Linked DNA regions of Mus musculus: region 2 is linked to region 1. The links are chromatin contacts, called in public promoter capture Hi-C maps. All regions are on one chromosome and are shown on one strand. Each heading gives the region's core, a stretch centred on a gene start, on an enhancer-like site or on the middle of the called end of the contact. The rest is flanking DNA. Distances are from core to core; before and after follow the strand shown. Region 1 holds the start of BC018473 (cDNA sequence BC018473). Region 2 holds the start of Mettl23 (methyltransferase like 23).

Region 1 (5,449 bases), core at 1,266-3,765:
GAGTGGGATTGGAGGTGTCAGGATATTCCTCAGCTAAGGGAAGGGTAGCTCACGTCTCAACTCGGTTGCCCATCCTGTTTTTAATGATCTCATCATTAAAGGCAATCTGAGCCCAAAGTATGTGTAACGAGTCTCTTTCCAAGAGGGTGTTGGGGCATTCAGGGATAACTAGAAAGGAGTGTGAAACAGTACCTTTTTCGAGGTTGACATGGCATTTCCTTGTACTGGGGGTATTGTTTAGCACCAGGCTGCATCTCGTGGCTAGGAGTCACTTTGGTTCCTTCAGTTGGCTTCCATGCCTACCAGAAAGTCCATTGGTTTTTCCTCCACTTTCAAGGTTACCATGGGCTAAGGGAGGGAAGAGATTGAGCCATGACCTACTTGGTCCTTGTCCAATCCTGGGACCTTGATCTCGCTAGAGCTGAGTCATTCTTCCTTCCCGTGTCCTAATTCTTTGCAGTAGACTCATTGGTTTTTCTTGCAGGTGGCCAGTGGCAGCCTTCTCTTGCCATTATCAACGGCCTGTTCCCTTTTAAATCTGAACCTAGGAATGGACCCTCTAGTTCCCAGCCAACATAGCTTGAGCCATGTGTTTCATCTGCCATTCATCTGGGGTGTCCCTGTTATTAAAGACTCTAGCCACAACCTCAGCCAACTTAGACAAGTTTTCTCCTCCAAAGTGCTCCAGTCTTTGAAGTTTCTTTCAGATATCAGGGGCAGACTGGGCCATAAAGGCAGTATTATCAAGGTCAGAATGGGCCATAAAATCAATATTATCAGGAGCAGACTGGGCCAAAAAGGCAGTATTCATGGCCCTCCTGTTTCCTTATGCTTTGGGATCTATCAGGATATAAGTCCACCAGGCTTCCGTGAGGCATTCCAGGGAGATCACAGTCCAAAGGACACTTCTTGGGTTCCTGAATAACCTGACTAACTTTTGGCAAATTTGTAGGCCAGCAGACAGCTGCTTGTAGTACTCCCAAGAGTCTGGTGAAAGACCTTAAAGGGCTGCTTACCTGCTGCCTCATTAGGGTTCCAATCTGGGCATATGAAGGGTGACTGTTGTCACTAGGAAGCAATTTCCTGGCTTCCCAGAAGATGCATTCCCAGGCCTGTGAGGAAAAGAACATCTCAGGAGTTGTTGACAGTCATCCCAAGTTGGCTGATGGGTATAGTCTCCAAGAGAAAAGTTAAACCCTGGAGTTTCTCTGAAAAAGAAGGATTCAGATTCTTTGAGGATAGAGGTCAAGAGGCTGTTTTAAACCATGAAAGGGTCCTCATCTCGGGGCCCATGGGAGGGTCCTCATCTCGGGGCCATGGGGAGTGTCCACACCTTACATAGAGTTAAGGTGGGGACTCTGCCAGAAGTGGTCTTCCTCACTAAGATCTCTTCAATATCTGGAACCGGTCCTGGTGTAATGGGGACTTGGGAAGAAGGAGTTAGAGGTGGAGCTCCACGACAGGGATAGCAGAAGTAGGAAGAGATCCATGAGTCGTGTGAAAGGTTGGGCAATGGAGGGGACAATGTTAGTGAGGAGGTGTGTCCTTGTCCATGGAGGGGAGACCAGGAATCTCCCTCTCATCCCTCTGAGACTTGGGTCTGAGGGGGAGGACTTAAGAGGCGCTGCTCGACTCCAGCAAGAGAGAGTTGAGCCATTCAAGTAGCTCTTCCACAAGACATCACCAAGCCTTGAAGTAGGAGCCTTGGCCAGAATGTCCTTATCATGCAAAGTTGACAGCCTGTGTGCAGTAAACCACAGTTAAATTGAAAGTACCCCCTGGGCACCAGTCTATCCTGAAGGTGGGCCGTTTGAGATGACAGAATGTCACAAGATTGTCAGGGTAGACTTTATTACCAGATGGAGAAGTTTCTTCTAAAATTCCTTAAAATGATGAAGAAGCTCAAGAGAGGACTGGGTGGCGAATTGCTTCTGTTCTGTCTTAGAATCCAGGACCAAGAAGACACAGACAGTGAACAGAGAAATGAATGTAAGACCAGACACTAACAAACACAGAATGTCTAAATGTGACAAAGGGACTGATAGAAGAAACAGACAAACGAGACACCCCCCTCCCCCATCAAAACCAGACTCACCTCCAGTGTTTCCCCTGAAGTTGCCAATTCAAAAAATTGCACTTCTGTATCAGGGCTCTGGATCCTGGACAAACCCCCAAAATGTTGGTGTGCGATGGTGCGGAGAGTCTGGTGAAAATCCAACAACAGGAACACACCAAGTTGTTGTTGTTGTTGTTGTTCTTTAACCAGAGAAACTTTGTTGATTTGAACAGCAAACTGAGCAGTCAGGGATACAACACAGATGCAGCTGCTGCCACTGCAACCCTTACTCTTCTGGGGGAGCAGGTTTTGAACTCAAAAACCACAATCAACGTGTGTAAGACAGCATCATGAGATGGAAACTCACAAGCAGGTGGACCATCTAAGATTACACAAGAGGAAACACTGTCAGGGAGGTTTCTTAATAATGGGTTTCCAGGCCAGGTGGGGGTGCAGACTTTAATCTGCACCCGGGAGGCAGAGGCGGGCGCATCGCTGTGAGTTGGAGACCAGGGTGATATACAGAGTGAGGTCCAGGACAGCCTGAGCTAAAAAAAAAAAAAAACAACAACAACAACAAAGTTTACTAGTCATGGGTTTTGCAGTTGGAATGCAGGGGAAAGAAAGAAAAAGTGAAAGGAATGATGGAATGATGGAAGGAAGGAAGGAAGGAAGGAAGGAAGGAAGGAAGGAAGGAAGGAAGGAAGAAAACACATCTGTGTTCCTAGCTTGACCTTAAATGGTGTTGAGGCCTCAGCAAATGTCGGTGGATACAGATACTGAAAGTCTCATTAAGCTTCTGTCATGTGCAGTCTTTCAGATTCATTGTGAACTCAGCGTGGTCTCCACACCCGTGCAAGGCAGAGAGGACTGGCAGCCAGGGTCCTCTTCAGAGAGCATGGTGATATCTGAACTGAGGACATCACCCCTCCAAGGTGTGGTTGAACAGGAAGTTTGTGTTATAGATATAATAAAGAGTACAGCCAGGGGCATCTGAATGAGTGTAGAATGCACGGGGGGGGGGGGGGGTAGGCGGGAAGTAGATTTAACATGAACAGTAGGCTGGACTTGGCCATGAGAGGAGAAAGAGAGAAAGAGAAAGGACGACAGAGAGAGTGCTGTGGGGCTGGAGGGCCGTGGAACCTGGGAGCAGGTAACACCCTGGAGAAAGAGTGGGGTCAGGGCATGTTGAAACCCTGGAAATTCCGTCCTAAGATTTGCAGGAGTCGGGTCATCCCCTCTGCGCCCCACCCCACTCTGAGCCTGCATATTCCAGCACAGGTAGCCCTGCTCCCCAACCTTTGCCCCCCAGAGGAGGTCATAGAGCCTAGTAGCCAGGTTAAACTAATTCTCCCCTTAATAATGTCCTGTCCTGCAGCGCCTGGAATTTCTTCTTATTCCAATCAGTCATCCCGCATACCCTGGCCACACCCAGTGATGTACACTCACCCAGGATCCCTACCCATCCTCTAAAGGTTTACATAGCGATTGTTTCCACCATGAAATAAGCTGGCTCACCGAAGCTGTCTCCCCAGTGTCATATTCATTGTGCTCAGAGATACTGAGGTCTCCTAGACTCCTAGCCTTTCACACCTTGCTTCCCCTTTCAGGATCAGCCAGTCACCCACCATGGGTGAAGAAGTAGAGCCTGAAAGGCAATGTGCAGGCTAAAACCAGAGAAAACAAACAACCAAAACCCGAAAACAAAACAAAACAAGGGAGAGAGACAAGAGTGAGGTTGTTGAGAAAGAGAATCTGGAGAATGGGAGACACAGGAGCTGCAGAAGTATAGTGTATCTCAGTGCATCTCCACCCTCTCAGCCCCTCACCCTCCCTATCCCCCTAATCCACTCCACCTCCATCATCCCCCGCACCCATCCCCTGGGCCCCTTTGAGAACTGCTGAGAAGAGCCAATGTCCCAGCATGGATGTGGTAGTATATACTTGTGAGACTTGGCGAGCCAGAAGGAGGCCAGCATCTGCCCTTTTCTAGGTTAATAGGCACAACATGTAGCCATTTGTCCTGAGAGCCTTTTGGATCTGACAGTTGAAAGGAGAGAAACTGTTTATTCAGATTGATGCTGGAGTGAGAAAGGGCCTAACCCCTGTACCCTGCCTCTGGCCACCCCAACAAACAGGCAGGCAGGTATAGGGGTAGAATTGCAGGGGCTGGCATTTGAAGACATCGTCATTGAGGCTTCTTGTTTTTCTGTACCTGTATCATCTTCCACGTTGCTGGAGACAGGGCCCCCTCTCCTCTGCATACATCAAGCTAGCTGGCCTGTGCAGTTCTGGGATGTTTCTGTCTCCATCTCCCATCTTGCCACAGAATCACCGGGTCTACAGACATTTTGCTACCATGACTGGCTTTGCATAGGTGCTGGGAAACTCAACCTAGGTCTTCATGGCTGTGTGTCAAGGGTTTCACCCACCATGCCTTTCTCCCAGAACTCTCTAGGCACCTATTTTGTGAAGCTGTCCATTGGCCCTGAATGAAAGCAAATCTCAGACACACAGATTTCTGGTGATGTTCCCGTCACAATTTCTGAGAAACTAAGAAACTTGACCCTAAAGGGCAACTGTGCTTTGGGTCCCTCCCATCAGAAATAAAACCTATTTGAACAGAGTCTTTCTCTTCCGCCAATGTCCCGCCCTTCCCTTAACTCTTCTGCTCTTTGGAACAGCTCAGAGTCACGAGGCTCCCTCGCCCTCACCTGAGGAGCAGGCGATCTGACTGCTGCTTCAAGAAGCTTGCTCTCATCATACATGCTGTTAGGGACCAGCCATCCACCATGACGAGATATTGCAGAGGACTTTCCCAGAGGCAAGCTTTCCTGCTTCTGACTGTGTTGGCATTGCTCTTTATTCTGTTCTTCGTTGTTAAGGATCCAAGGGCAAAAGATTCCAGGTAAGAAGATGCCACTCCTGTGATTCCCAGGAGAAGCACCTGAGGCGAGGCCTGAGGGACTCAGAGCCACCTATAGGTTCCATGTGAGTAAGGTCAGGAGTCTTGAAAAGAACCCTGGAAGGAGCTGGTGCTGTTGACCAAGGTGCCTGAGACACCAGAGGTTTGTCTCTCTGTGTATCCCTGGCTGTCCTGGAATTTGCTATGTAGACCAGGCTAGCCTCAGACTCCCAGAGATCTGCCAACCTCTGCTAGGATTACAGGCCTGTATCCCTTTATTTTTGTATTCATGTTTTTATATCATTTGAGAAAACAGTTTTAAGCATGCATTTCAGATGACAATGGCTGTCACAGTGTCAGGGCATCCCTAGAATAACATGGGGATGTGGGAGGGGGTTGAAGGACTCCAGGGATGCTAGAAAGAAGCTTCTAGTGGGAGTGGCCTGCAGCAGAACCACTCCAGGTCCCCACACTAGTCAGTGGCACAT
Region 2 (5,449 bases), core at 1,648-4,147, 91 kb before region 1:
AAAGAGCTCTGCTTTTCCAGAGGATCAGGGTTCAATTTCCATCACCCTTATGGCAGCCAGCGAACATCTGGATCTTCTGTTCCAAGTGACCTAATAGCCCTTTTTGGCCTCTGAGGACACACATAGGTGGTGCTCAGACATACATACATACAGGCAAAATACCTATAAGCATAAAAAGCCTATGCAGTGATACTCCCCTTTAATCTCAACACTTGAGAGGCTGAGCTAGGTAGATCTCCATGAGTTCAGTCAGCCAGGATTGCATAGACTTTGATTCAAAAAAGAACAAGAAACATAAAAATAAACTTTATTTGGGGAGCAGAGAGGGAACGTAATACTGAGGGGTGGAGGCAAGAAGAATGAAGAACACTAGAAAATGAATGATGGAAAAAGCCAGAGAAACATTGTTTTGTTTACTGTACTTATGCACTTGATGTAAATGAAGTCCCGGGGCAAAAATACAGACCAGATGGAAGATTCAGCAGTTCAAAGCTTCCCACTCTTCATTTTCGAGAGGAAGTCACTGTGTTGTGACTGTGCAGACTATGTTGGCCTCAAACTCCAGTGATCCTCTTGCCTCTGCCTTTTGAATGCTGGGATTAAAGGAGGGATTAAGGGCATGGGCCATCAATTCCAGCAAAAAATTAATCTGTAAATAAAAAAATAAAGCAGGGGATGGTGGTGCATGGCTTTAATACACTTGAAAGGCACAAGTGGGCAGGCCAGCCAGAACTCCATAATGAAATCCAGTCTCAAAAAACAAATATCAGTACCTAAGCATGAGACCCTGACTTAACATATGTCTATAACACAATGGATTAGGCTTTGAGTACAATAAAGGCCCAGAGAAGGATGTTTCTAGAAGAAATGCAGATTTGTGTATAAAAACCCCGGGGTTCTTTACTCATATTGAGTGTCTTTACTCCCTAAATTTGGAAGGAAATTCAAGAGTTTTTGACATGAAGACATTTGGAAGCTACAGAAACAAGTTGTTTTGGTCTGCCTCTTATGTGTTTTCCCCTGTAACACTGACCTGCTGAGAAAGGACAAACTAAAAACAAGGAGGACATGGGAAAGTCAAGATCTCATCCCTAAGACTAGTCTCTCACCAAGTGAGGATCAAATTTTAGTACAACTAACAAAATTCACCGTGACATTTGTCTACAGAGGAGCAGAGTTCTTTATATTGACATATTTCAAACCAGAATGTTCTATGGTTTTATTTACTAAAACAAGTTTCTTAGAAATTCCTGAAACAGCCGGGCGTGGTGGCGCACGCCTTTAATCCCAGCACTCGGGAGGCAGAGGCAGAGGCAGGTGGATTTCTGAGTTCGAGGCCAGCCTGGTCTACAAAGTGAGTTCCAGGACAGCCAGGACTATACAGAGAAACCCTGTCTCGAAAAACAAAACAAGACAAACAAACAAAAAAATTCCTTAAACAATTTAACTCCAGATGTTACCAAATCATTCATATGGCTATTAAGACACTCAAGTGCAGTATTCTGACTTATGAAGTCTGTACCCCATGCCTTCTTGTCCTTTTCCTAGTTGTCTATTAATGCCCAAACTTAAAAAGATCCAGGTTATTAGTATCTTCCAACTCTGCTTCACGCTTATTTGTCCTGAAATATTTCTCTGTAGTACACAGCCAAGAATCTCTTCTCTAATGTTAGAGGCTGCTGGGAGGGCGGAGGAATACACCTTTAATCCCAACACTCCAAAGGCAGAGGCACGGTGAACCCTGAGTCCAGACTGGTTCACAGAATGTGTTCCACAATAACCAGGGATACATAGAGAGACCCTGTCTCAAAACAAAATCTCTGCTTCACTTGTGTAGAAGTCTGGGAAAAAAAACAAACAAACGAGGACTGCTACAGGTGGCAGCATTGTATAGCAGAAGGCTATACCTTCTGCTCCCCTTACTATTGCCAGGGACACCTACCTACCTATGGTCCAGCTGCCTACATTACAACACGAAAATCCTTTGTAAAACCCGACTACCTGGGAAGAGTTAGTCAGTTTTAGAGTAGCTATGAGCTCGGAGGGAACAAGCCAGTGCCGATGTATAAAATTTTATTGGGGTGTTGGAGACAGGAATCCCTGGTCCCAAAATTTAAACAGCAAAGATTACGGGGTTTGGGATAAACTCAAAAGCACAACTATCATCTATCGTGTATGGATCTTGGATTCGAGCCCCGGCACTGTTTAAGCCAGCATGGTGGCGCACACTCCTAACCCTAAGAAGCGGGAAACGGGGGTTCAAATTCAAAGCCTGCCTGAGCTCAGAAATAAAACAGAGAGTTAGGGCTACCACTCAGTGGCGGAGCACTTGCCTAACAGGCAGAGGTTCAATCAAGAGTACCCGGAGGTTTGGTGGGGAGGGGGGCAGGCCGTGTTAGATATACTGACAGATGCTTTCAAAAGAGTACAAAGTTAGCATCACAGGACAAGACAGCCACTTTCCTGGTGGAATTCAGTGAACTTCCTGGCACTGTCCCTAAATGTGTCACTGGAGCGCACTTAACCCCTCACCGGGCTTCACACCAGACCTGGTGCTAATGAACGAAGCCGAGAACTGAAGGACAACCCACTCCCGCTCCAAACAGGGGGCTCCCACGTGGGTGCCGCCGCACGCACCTGCGGGACGCGGACCTCCAGCACCGCCCGATTGCCTCCGGGAACTGGCTCCTCCCGGAACCGAAAGAGCTGGGTCCCGGCCATGAGGCCGGGCTCGCACGTAGGGGAGTCCAGGGACGCCGGGTCAGGAGGCGGTGCCCAAGGAGCGCGGGGCCGGACACTGTCCATGGCAAACACAGGAAGCCGGAGGCCGCAGCGGGCCCGGCCGGAAGGAGACCGCAGGGAAGCGACGCGCAGACGGAAGTGTTGCGTAGGCCAAAGCAGGGAGGGGCAGGGCGTCGGCGACGCGACCTTCCCAACATGGCGCCCAATTGGCGTGCATGAAGGCGGGTCTGGCAGGTCGCTGAGGCCAATGGCGGACCGCATGAGGCGGTGGGGCGGGGAGGAAGGCCGCTGTTCGCCCAACCCAAAGCTCCGGTGGCGGCTGAGGAGTGAATCTTCTGGAAGGCGACTTTAAAGGCGCCGGGCCGGAGCGAAGGGCGTCTCGGGGCCGCGCCAGCCAGGGAGGGAGGGCGCGTTTGGTGGCAGGAAACGCGAGCCGCGTCGGGGTCGGGGCGGAACCGGACGGCGAGCGGCTCACGATGAACCACAAGAGCAAGAAGCGCATCCGCGAGGCCAAGCGAAGTGCGCGGCCGGAGCTCAAGGACTCGCTCGACTGGACCCGGCACAACTACTACGAGAGCTACCCGCTGAACCCCGCGGCCGTGCCGGTGAGCGGGGCGCGGGACCCCACACGACGGCTGCCCGCCTTCCGAGGGCCGCTGGTCCCCCGATGGGGCCCCGCAGCCCGGCTGTCAAAACTCGCTCGGTCGTGGGAGCTTCGGGCCCCTCCCTCCCGTGAAGGGGTGGCTCCGGGTGCGACGTGCTCGCCCGCACGCACGTGGGCCTCCTTCCGTCCCTCCGGCCCCCTGGAGGAGCAGAGGCTCGCTCGTTCCTTGCTCGTGTGTGCCATTGCTCACGGGTGTCTTTGCTAATTGGCCCTGTGGGACACCTTTATCCGCCACTGGACTTGTTCCAGTGTCCTAACGGGACAGGTCTTTTGTTGTTCCCGCAGGATAACGTGGAGAGAGCTGATGCCTTACAGCTGTCGGTGAAAGAGTTCGTGGAGCGCTACGAGAGGCCTTACAAGCCCGTGGTTCTGCTCAATGCACAAGAGGGCTGGTCCGCACAGGAGAAATGGACTCTGGAGCGCCTCAAAAGGAAATACCGGAACCAGAAGTTCAAGTGCGGCGAGGATAATGACGGCTACTCGGTTAAGATGAAGATGAAGTACTACATCGAGTACATGGAGAGCACCCGCGATGACAGTCCCCTTTACATCTTCGATAGCAGCTATGGCGAACACCCCAAAAGAAGGAAACTTTTGGAAGACTACAAGGTGCCCAAGTTTTTCACAGATGATCTTTTCCAATACGCGGGGGAGAAACGCAGACCCCCTTACAGGTAAATTATTTCACGTTAAGTTTTCAAAAACCATGGACAGTGACAGGCAGTGGTATTTTTGTAAGGCCAGCCTGGGCTACAGAATGAGTTCCAGGACAGCAAGGGCTACACAAAGAAACCCTGTCTCTGGATAAACACACACAAATCCGCAAGCCTGTTAGCAGAACTCTGTCTAACCTTGTAAAAGCAATGAAAGTCTTCCCTACACATTGACCTGTTTATAGTCCTACTTCGGAAGAAGGATTCCATGGGGGTGGGGGGGTGGGGAGGCATCTGGATTCCTCCAGGGCATTTTTTTTTTTTTAAATAAAACTTCATGCATGTATATGTTTTACCAGTCTCTGCCTGTTGGTTGAGGTCAGAACCTCAGGAGCTGCAATTATGGATAGTTGTGAGCCATTGGGATCATGTGAGGTGCTAAGAATTGAACCTTGGTGCTTTGAGGAATTGAGTGCTTCTAACCTGAGCCGTCTCTGCCCAGCCCCAGGTCATTTTAGTGCAACCATTGCTTTATCAAGGAAGTTTTATTTCTATTTTTACAAGTGTGGTTTCTTATACTGACTCTTTGTAACTCACTGTGTTACCAGGTTGACCTTAAACTCACAGAGATCTGCCTTCTAAGTGCTAGACATTAAAGATGTTCAATATTGCACCAGGCTTGGTTTGGGTGTTTTGAGATAGGGGTCTCTGTGTAGCACTGGTAGGCTTTGAAATTAAGATCCATCTGTGTCTGTCTCCAGGATGTTGGTATTAAGAGCTTGGGCTACCACACCTAGTGGATCAATAAAAGTCCAGCAGTAATTTGCATCAGTCCATTATTTTTTCTGTTAGACGTCAGTTCATATATAGTTCACTTAATATTGTATATCAGAATGTAGAGTCTCTGAAGACAGCATGCATGATTGTGTATTATAGAGACTTCTATGTCACACGCATTTCAGATTACCTCTCATGGCTTCATGCTTGCATCCTGTAGGTGGTTTGTGATGGGGCCACCGCGTTCTGGAACTGGGATTCACATCGACCCTCTGGGGACCAGTGCCTGGAATGCCTTAGTTCAGGGTCACAAGCGGTGGTGCCTCTTCCCAACAAACACACCCAGAGAACTCATCAAGGTGACCCGAGAAGAAGGAGGGAACCAACAGGATGAAGCAATTACCTGGTTTAATGTCATCTATCCCCGGACACAGCTTCCAACCTGGCCACCTGAATTCAAACCCCTGGAGATATTACAGAAACCAGGAGAAACTGTCTTTGTACCAGGTATAGATGAGCTAGAAGAAACTATACCTGTTCGTCCCAGCTCCGACTGGTCCGGACTTGTCCTGTATTGCCATTTTGGAGTAGAATCATAGAATGAGACAGAAGG

The links. Capture Hi-C pulls out chosen DNA fragments and counts their contacts.
Region 2: a promoter capture Hi-C map of adipose tissue shows a contact between it and region 1. The contact joins the promoter of Mettl23 here to the promoter of BC018473 in region 1. A contact is called at or near these places in 1 of 39 promoter capture datasets (the 3T3-L1 cell line), 5 of 115 datasets of contacts at active chromatin or transcription factors (the HPC-7 cell line, bone marrow-derived macrophages and embryonic stem cells) and 2 of 9 other capture datasets (adipose tissue and liver).

Annotation. Positions count from the first base shown.
Region 1 is chr11:116,749,233-116,754,681 of GRCm38.p6, reverse strand. BC018473 (cDNA sequence BC018473) reads right to left here and starts at 2,515. Exons shown (of 4, transcript NR_003364.1): 1 at 2,096-2,515; 2 at 1,017-1,112; 3 at 193-348. It also overlaps Gm11735.
Region 2 is chr11:116,840,963-116,846,411 of GRCm38.p6, reverse strand. Mettl23 (methyltransferase like 23) reads right to left here and starts at 2,897. Exons shown (of 5, transcript NM_028865.3): 1 at 2,638-2,897. The coding sequence starts at 2,805. It overlaps Jmjd6 (jumonji domain containing 6), which reads left to right and starts at 2,963. Exons shown (of 6, transcript NM_033398.3): 1 at 2,963-3,347; 2 at 3,692-4,080; 3 at 5,057-5,343. The coding sequence starts at 3,219.